2 separate regions of the Macaca mulatta genome follow, and region 2 is linked to region 1. Evidence: chromatin contacts called from public Hi-C data. All regions are on one chromosome and are shown on one strand. Each heading gives the region's core, a stretch centred on a gene start, on an enhancer-like site or on the middle of the called end of the contact. The rest is flanking DNA. Distances are from core to core; before and after follow the strand shown.

Region 1 (4,256 bases), core at 1,433-3,932:
AATTCGTTTTTTACATTGTCAAGCCCACCTTTGGGTGGTGCCTTTGTTTTAGCCTTTTTTGCATACTTACAAACCGATCAGCACACTCCCCCATTCTGAGCCCATGAAAGCCCCAGACTCAGCCACACTGGGGAACTGCCCACCTTTGGGTGGGGACAGGGGACACCCACTTGGGGTCCCCTCTCTGCTGAGAACTGTTTCATCACTCAATAAAACTCATCTCCCCCCTTCTCCCCTTTGGTTGTCACCCTAACCTTATTATTATTGGACGCAGGACAAGAAACTGGGACCTGCTAAACAGCAAGTGCAAATAGAGCTATAGCCCTGTAGCAGCACTCTGTTCCGCTGGTGGAACAACGGGAGAGGGAACCACTGGCTGCCACACACCTCCATTTACTGGGCTGCAGATGGCGGGACTAAAAGAGCTGTTAATACATCCCTATTTGCCTGGCGTCTCCAAGTGTTCGGGCACCACCACATCCCCCTCATCTGGACACCAGAGTCTGATGCCAGAGTCACTTGCCACACGCCCAGGCCATCCACAGTCCTGCATGGAGTCTGTGCCTGGGCCAGCACTTGGAACAGCCATCCAGGCCTCCAGGCTCACTCATACACCCACTCCTTGCAGGCTGAGCGTGCATAGTGGCCACGGGATCTGGGCCAGGAGGAAAGCCAAACGCACAATGCCAGGCTGAGTGGGCAGGGCACCTCCTGCGGCCAGCCCAGGGCTGGAGGTCTCCAGCTGGCGAAGCGGCCCTGAAAAAAATCCCGTGTCATATGTGTTAAGGGAATAAAACAAACTGGGGAGAAGGCAGGTGAGTGTGATTGAAATTTGGCAAACACTGTACTAACATGAAAAATCTAAAGAAATTTTCCCACCAAACGCTAGCTCAGGACACTGCTAGTGCTTTTATTAAGGACTTTAAAACATGTTGTGGATATGAAAGGTACTCAATTTAGAGCTGCTGTTTCCTCACTCCCCACTATACCAGACCCAGCTGGGGCATTTCTCTTTCACCTCCAGTTGCTCCTTCTCATGGAGCTTAAAAACCATCAGGTGGGCCCGGGAGCCAGGCTCCTCAGTTGAGTTCCTGTGTGGCCAAAGGCAGCATGGGCCCTGTCTCAAACCGAGCCATGACTAGGGAGTAAATGTGCACTCGGGCAGGTTAGTTAACTGCTGAGCCTCGGTTTTTTAGTCTGTAAAATGGTTATCAGGCTTACCCCCTGGAGTGCATTCATTCAACAACTTACTGGGCAGTCATTATGTACTGAAAACTGGGAATGAGGCCTTAACAATATAGTTTCTATCCTAGCAGAGCATAATTTCAGGGCAGAAGAGACAGACCCACATATAAAAATTTTAATAGCCAAGATGAGTTAGACATTCATTACATTTTATAAGTATGAGACAGAAAAATAGGGGTGATCTTGGGAATATGCTGAAGAAGTAACATATAAATGAGACCCAGAGGGCCAAAAGGAACCTGCTGTCTAAATGATGGGGTGCAGAGCATTCCAACTAGAGGGTACCCAGCCTGCAGAGATGGGAAAGAGATCATAAAAAAGGACTTAGGCAAGGCAGGCAACGGTCCACGATGAAGGGGGTGAGGGGAGAAGACCCATTAAAGAAATTGGATTTTATGCTATGAACAATGGGGTCTCACTTAGGGCTTTAAGAAGGGGAATCCGAATTGCATTTATTTTTTTTTGAGACAGAGTCTCGCTCTGCCACTCAGGCTGGAGTGCAATGGCACAATCTCGGCTCACTCCAACCTCCGCCTCCCAGGTTCAAGCAATTCTCCCACCTTAGCCTCCTGAGGAGCTGGAATTACAAGCACCCGCCATCATGCTCGGCTAATTTTTGTACAGACGGGGTTTCACCATGTTGGCCAGGCTGATCTCGAACTCCTAACCTCAAGTGATTCACCCGCCTCGGCCTCCCAAAGTGCTGGGATGACAGGCGTGAGTCAACGCGCCCGGCCTTCGATTTGCCTTTTTAATACAACTGTGTGCGCTCCAACTCTGTGGAGAACGGTTTGGAGACGAAGTGAGAGGGCTCTTGCTGAAGGCGTTCGACGGGAGCCGATTCGGAAGGTGAGGAAGTGATAACAGCAGCTGCCAACCTTACTGTGCGATCATCTGGGGCCGGCCAGGCACGATTCGAAGGGCCTCATCGGGTGTAAACTCGCTTCACCCTCAAGACAACTCTATACTACGTACCGTGACCGTCCTCCTATACTGAGAAACCAAGCACAGAAAGCTTAAGCGTCTGGCACGTGGTGGGCGCTTTCCTACTCACTTTCTGGGACTTCCTACTCACTTTCTGGGACCACGCACCTGTAAGCTTAGGTCTGGGAATAAAAACCCCAGCAGGGGCCCCTAGCGCCGCGCCCAGGCAGGACACAGGTCTCCGCGGCGCCTGTGCGCGCCCCCTGAGACGCTGTGATCGGAGGAAACCGAGGCCCAGGGGCCGAGGCGACCCTGCCCCGTCTTCCCAGCCGCGCCGCTTCCTCGCGGTCCGCCTCCAGCCCTGCAGGACCCCAGCAGCCCGCGAACCGCGACCGGTCAGGAGCAGATTCCCGGGCCCGACCGCAGCCCTCGAGAGACCGCACCGACTCCGCGCCCGCTGCCGCCCAACACGTACCTGAGGCGCACCGAACTCACGCTCGCCTCGGATCCCGCCCCTTCGGCGGCCGCCGCGCATGCGCGCAGTTGAAACCCTCGGGGCAGCGTCGCGGGGCTCGAGGTCCGGCCCCTTCCCCTTCCGGGGAGCGCACCGCTGGGTCCTAAAGCCCGCCGGGTGTCTACCCAGGACGGGGCTCGGGAGACCTCGTCTCCCCTAGCTCTTGGCTGACCTCCTGGAGACTTCTTAAAACGAATAGCGAACCAGAAAGGCGTCCCCTAACTTCTCTCTAGTTAACTACGAGCAAGACTCACCCTCTTTACGGAATTCTCATGGCTCAAGCTCCCAGGACTCCATGCAGCGGCGTTTGGTTTAAAGTGGAGAGAGGATACGCTTAGGATAAAGGCAGCTGCAAGGAGACCTGTGTCCTGGGAAGGGCTGGGTGCAGACTTTGAAATCTGCTGTAAAATAAAATGTTAAATGAGTTCCCACTGGACTCAGAACTTCGAATGTCTGTTCCTTCTTCGAAACAGTTGCGTTCTTTTAAAATCTTCTGAGAAACGGAACTCGCCCCACAGTCCTTGCCTTCAATAAGGATGTTTGCTGTGGGATTTGGGCTCTGTGCTATTTGTGGTATTTATTCTTGGAATCTCCCTCAAACTAGGCATGTCTTCCAGAGGACTGAGTGAAATACATTTGTGTAAACATAACGGCTCGTTTCGTTCGTTCATTGAAGATCTACTTTGTGCCATGTACAGTGCTAGGTGCTGGGGTTATCTGGAGGACAGAGCAGATGTAGTAGCTACCCTGGGAGCTCGATCTCAATGACTTGCTGATCTGAACGAGAATCCCGGACTTGGCTCTTTTCGTTTGGTTGTCTTTATGTTTGTTCACACTCTTTTTGTCTCCAATGATGTTTAGCATAGTGTCATAGATCTAAATGATTAAAAGTAACTTACTGCAAGATGGAGGGAGAGAATGAAATAAATCATGAACCAGGCATTGAACCAGCACCTAGAAGCGCTTGGATTTCCGGCCACACGCAACTAGTAAAGGGGACAGAGGGGGCGGAGCCAAGTGCTGGGGGCAGGCCTGGGCGCCTCACTGCCAGGGCGGCTCCTAGGAAACTTGATTAAACAAAGGCTCTGGCCAATAGCCCTGCGGGATTAACGCGAGTGGGCTGGCAGGTTGTCCAATGGGAGGAGACGACGGAGTTGCGCGGTGAAGTTCGGCTTCCTGAGCCGCGGCGGGCGTGGCCGCGTTAGGCTGCGAGCCAGGCCGGGGCAGCAGTGGGCCGTGTTTGGGGTGCTGGGGTTCGGTTGTTGCAGTCGCGATGTTCTTCTCCGAGGCCAGAGCCAGGTCGCCGACGTGGGAAGCCAGTCCCTCGGAACACAGGATGTGGGTGGAAGTAGGTGTCCGGAGGGCGACTGAGCCTCGGACTTCAGCTTGCCCTGGGCCTCTCGCTTTCTCCCCCGCGCCTGGGTCTCTCTCTGCCGGGTTGTACAGATAAGACCTGGGCTACCTGTCCAAAGGGTTGTGGTTAATGACTGATCCTGGAGCTGCAGGGCTCCTGGCTCCCCGTCCAGGACTACGGCTACCTCCAAGTTCCTTCTCCTTTCCCTCTACATAGTCT
Region 2 (4,018 bases), core at 1,375-3,874, 110 kb before region 1:
CTGTCTCCTTCATGAGACTGAAAATCTCCCAGAGCAGAGCGTCTCCAACTTAAGGATCATTCCAATCCTTTGGGGACTTTGTTAACAGGCAGATTCTGACTCAGCAGGTCTGCAGAGGGGACTGAGACCGCATTTCTAACAAGCTGCCAGGTGACGCTGAAGCTGCCGGTGCCTGGACCACATTAGAGCAGCGGGGAGGCAATACCAACTGTTGATCAGGCTACAGCTCATGTCAGTGCAGTCGGGCTGGGTGCCCAGATGGATGAATGAAAGGCTGAGAGGGTCGGTCCTGCCCCCTCCCCCCGAGAGGAAGTGGAGGCCGCCCGGAGGTTGTCAGCGAGTCCGGCCAGCACACTTACCTATGGTGGACACGACGGTGCCCACGAAGTAGAAGGCGCCGGTGAAGTCCCAACGCGGGCGGACGTTGTCCACGCGGATGCCGGCCCGAGTGGCCTCCTCGTAGTGGCGGAGGAAGCCGCGCAGCTCGTCGCGGCTCAGGTTGTGGCCGCGGCTGAAGTTGGCCAGGCGCTCCTCCCAGCGCTGCTTGGCCTGGCGCTCGTGCGCCAGCTCCAGCGCGGAGAAGACGGCGGCGCCGCCCAGCAGGTAGAGCACGATGAGCGCGGCCAGCAGCAGAAAGCGCGCGTTGTCCTCGTTCAGGTGGCCCGGGCCCCAGCTGAAACCTCGACCGGCCATGGCCGGGCCCCCAGGGGCGCCAGCGGAGTCTCGCCCTCCCCCGGGAAATAAGGGCCCCGGCGCTCAGCCGGCTCCCAGGCGCCCCACCGCCGACTCGCCCATGACCGCCGGGAGCTCCCGCAGGCCGCGAGGCTCCCCCGGCCGCCGCCTCGGTAGCTCCTGCGGCGCCAGCTCCCCACGTCCTCCTTGACGCCTAGTTTCAAATCCGCTTTGTCGCCGCCGTTCCCCTCCACTCCCCCCGCTCTCTTCGGGGTTCTCCTTAACGCCGAAGGTCCCGGGGAGCGGGCGCAGAGTCCACGTCTGCTTGGCGCTGGGTTGCGGACGCCGTTTCCATCCCTGCTCCCTGTCTGGCTTAGGTAGGGGAGGGGGCGTGGCGCGTCTTCAGGGCAAGCTCGAGCGAAGTCGAGTTTCCGCCGAAGAGAAGGTCGAGGGGGTCCGGAGGTCGGCGGGTAAGCAGAGCCACTGGGTCCTGGTTCCTTTGACTATCGCTTCTCAGGCCACCGACGGCTAAGACGCGGGCGTCAGTCTGCTGGCTTTGTAGGTGCCTCCCCAGGTAGACCGACGGTGGTGCGTCCTAGTTGTGGTCGTGGTGTCGCGCTGAGCCTGTGGCCTCCCGAGTCACCGAATCGGCTGCTGGGGCTTAGGGATGGAGCGGGTCCAGGGTGGGCGCAAGGAGAGAGGGGTTGTACTGAGCGGCGTCCGCGGGCTCCGACCTCCCGCCGGGCCCCAACGCTGCGCATCCGTTGCGCGGACAGGCTGGAGAGAGGAGACCAGAAAGGGAGGTTGGAACAGGGAGCGAAGGAAGTTAGGGGCATCTCCCCCGGGCAGCCGGCCTCGCCTTGCCCATGCCAGAGCACCCTTGGTCTCTGGATCCTGCGCGGGGGCGTCCTCTGCGCCTACTAGTGGGCTCCGCCCGGACCAAGCCCGCACTGCGAGCCAGCCCCGCTTCCAGAGAGGAGGCCAAAGACTGGGGGCTGTAAGGGCCCCGCGGCCAGGAGACCTTGACCTTGGAGAGTTCCATCTCTTCCACCCGGGCTTGGCTGCTTAGTGCGTTCCAGAGTTTTGCCTGGACGCGGGGTCCGCGCAGAAGGCATCCCCCACCTCACGCACACCATCAGCATGCTCTCCAGCAAACCGCCAGGGCCCCCTCCCCGAAACCCCGCCTTGTAGATCTCACCTTCCGGGGAGCGCCCTCTCCGCGCCGCTCCGTCGGGACTGTTCCCGGGCCTCCTGGCAGCCGCGGCCCTGCCCTGCCGGCCGGCGCGGGGAGCACAGGTCCGCACCGCGCTCTGCCTTCTCAGGCGGGCGCGCTTCGACGCGGCAACAGGTGGAGCCGTGCGGCTGCCAGCTGCGGCGACTCCACCCTGTCGCCCGCCTCCTTGCGCGCGGGCCCGCCTCCTGCGCTGGTCTCCGCCAGTAGACGCCTGGCGTTTGGAAGGCCGACCAGGGGCTGCAGTGCTCCCACCAGGGCGCGCAGATCTGGGGAGTGAATGCAGAACCGGCTGGTGGGACGCTCAACCGGGCCGCGTGGGCCCTCCGGGACCGGGAGAGGGCGCTCTGCCTCCTCCAGACACATCCCGCCCCCGCCCGCGCAGACAGCCCCGCGCGGCCCTCCGGAATCACCCGCCCGGGCGTGTGGGAGCGAATCTGCACGCGGAGAGGAATGGATACGTGGGCATCTTCCCACCTTCCGAGAGAGCAGTCCCAGACTCAGAGCCCCACACACCACCCTTACGCACCAGGAGCAGAGACAGAAGGGCTAGGAGCCCTGTTGAGTAAAACCGTATGATTTCGAATAATGAAACACAGCTCTGGTGAGTGCATTTTCATCAGAAACCCTGGTGCTGTTAGCAGTCCTCTCGGCTCTGTTACTCACTCCCCAATGCCCCTCTTTCATCTAGCCTTCTGAGGGGCAAGAGCTTTAGGGGCATCGCGAGAATAGGTGCCTGTGTATACACCCAGGGTGAGTACCGCAATTACCTTTTAAATTCATTTTATTATGAAAACTTTCAAACATTCTAAAAGTTGAAAGAACTTTACAGTGAACACCCGTATACCTACCACCTAGATTCTACAATTAACATGTTACTATACTTGATTTATTAGATACCTATCCGTCCCTCTGTCCATCCATCAACCCATCGGGTTTGGATGCATTTCAGAGTAAGTTGCAGAGCTTGGTACACTTCCGCCCTCATCCCCAGTACTTCTGCCTGCATATCACTACGTAGGGTTCAATATTTACTTACAGAATTTTTTTCCTTTTCGGATAAAATTTACATACAGTGAAATGCATAAATCTTAAGTGTATCATTAGGTGCGTTCTGACAAATGCGTACACCTCTGCAAATCACCTATCCAACCCACCAACCAAACATCATCAACAGGTCAGAGTTCCCCGAAGTCCCTTCCCTGTAACTCCCCACCCACATTCCTCCAGAGGAAACCACTGTTCAGAATTTTTCTGCCATCGATTACTTTCGCTTTTATAGAACTCAGTTTTTTTTTTTTTCTCTAAATCTCCATATAAATGGAATCATGCCGGTATGTACTCTCTTGTGGAAAACATGTTTTTGAGATTTACCCATGTTATATATCTTAGTAATTCCTTCCTCTTTATTGCTAGTTTTTCATTGTTTGGATATACCATAGTTTTATTCTTTCTCCTTCTATTGATAGAAAGGAGAACTGTTATAAAATTTTGGTCATCATAAATAAAACTGTTAGGAACATTCTTGTACACCTATGTAGACATATGTTTTCATATTTCTTACGTAAAGACCTAGGAGTGGAATTGCTGGGTCAGAGGGTACATATGTATTTCGTTTTATGAGAAACTGCCCGACATTTTCCCAAAGCAGCTGTACTGACAGTGTACAATAGTTCTGGATGCTCCGTATCTTTGTCAACATTTGGCAGTATCAGTCATTTTAATTTTAAAACTACTGGTGGATGTAGCAATATCTTGCTGTGGTTTTAATTTACATTTCCCTGATGTCTAAAAATACTGGTGGATGTAGCGATATCTCACTGTGGTTTTAATTTGCATTTCCCTAATGTGCTTGCTGGCCACTTGTGTACCTTCTCTTGTGAATTTTCTGTTGAAATATTTTGCCCACTTATAAAATTAGTTTCTCTGTTACTGAGTTATAGAGATCCTTTATATATGCGGGATACCAGTCCTTTCTCAGATACATATCTTGCAAATATTTCTACCTCTGATTTGCCTATTTATTTTCTCATTTATTTTCTTAAATATGTTTTCTGTATGTTTGGTGCCCTTTGAGAAATCATTACCTCCTTCAAGGTTGCATAGGTTTTCTGT

The links. A called contact is a pair of places that touch in the nucleus more often than the background predicts.
Region 2: a contact with region 1 is called in a Hi-C map of cortical neurons, with 2.7 times the contacts expected there. The contact joins the promoter of LOC144329795 here to the promoter of TDP1 in region 1. A contact is called at or near these places in 3 of 14 Hi-C or Micro-C datasets (CD4 T cells, cortical neurons and liver).

What each region holds. Positions count from the first base shown.
Region 1 is chr7:163,213,201-163,217,456 of T2T-MMU8v2.0, reverse strand. It overlaps TDP1 (tyrosyl-DNA phosphodiesterase 1), which reads right to left and starts at 2,682. Exons shown (of 16, transcript NM_001257779.1): 1 at 2,645-2,682. It overlaps EFCAB11 (EF-hand calcium binding domain 11), which reads left to right and starts at 3,833. Exons shown (of 6, transcript XM_077941608.1): 1 at 3,833-4,031. The coding sequence starts at 3,957.
Region 2 is chr7:163,323,103-163,327,120 of T2T-MMU8v2.0, reverse strand. It overlaps LOC144329795, which reads right to left and starts at 2,624. Exons shown (of 3, transcript XM_077938828.1): 1 at 2,566-2,624; 2 at 1,871-2,380; 3 at 1,215-1,449. The coding sequence starts at 2,624. The coding sequence ends at 1,215. It overlaps KCNK13 (potassium two pore domain channel subfamily K member 13), which reads right to left and starts at 1,107. Exons shown (of 2, transcript NM_001261646.1): 1 at 360-1,107. The coding sequence starts at 693. It also overlaps the pseudogene LOC144329703.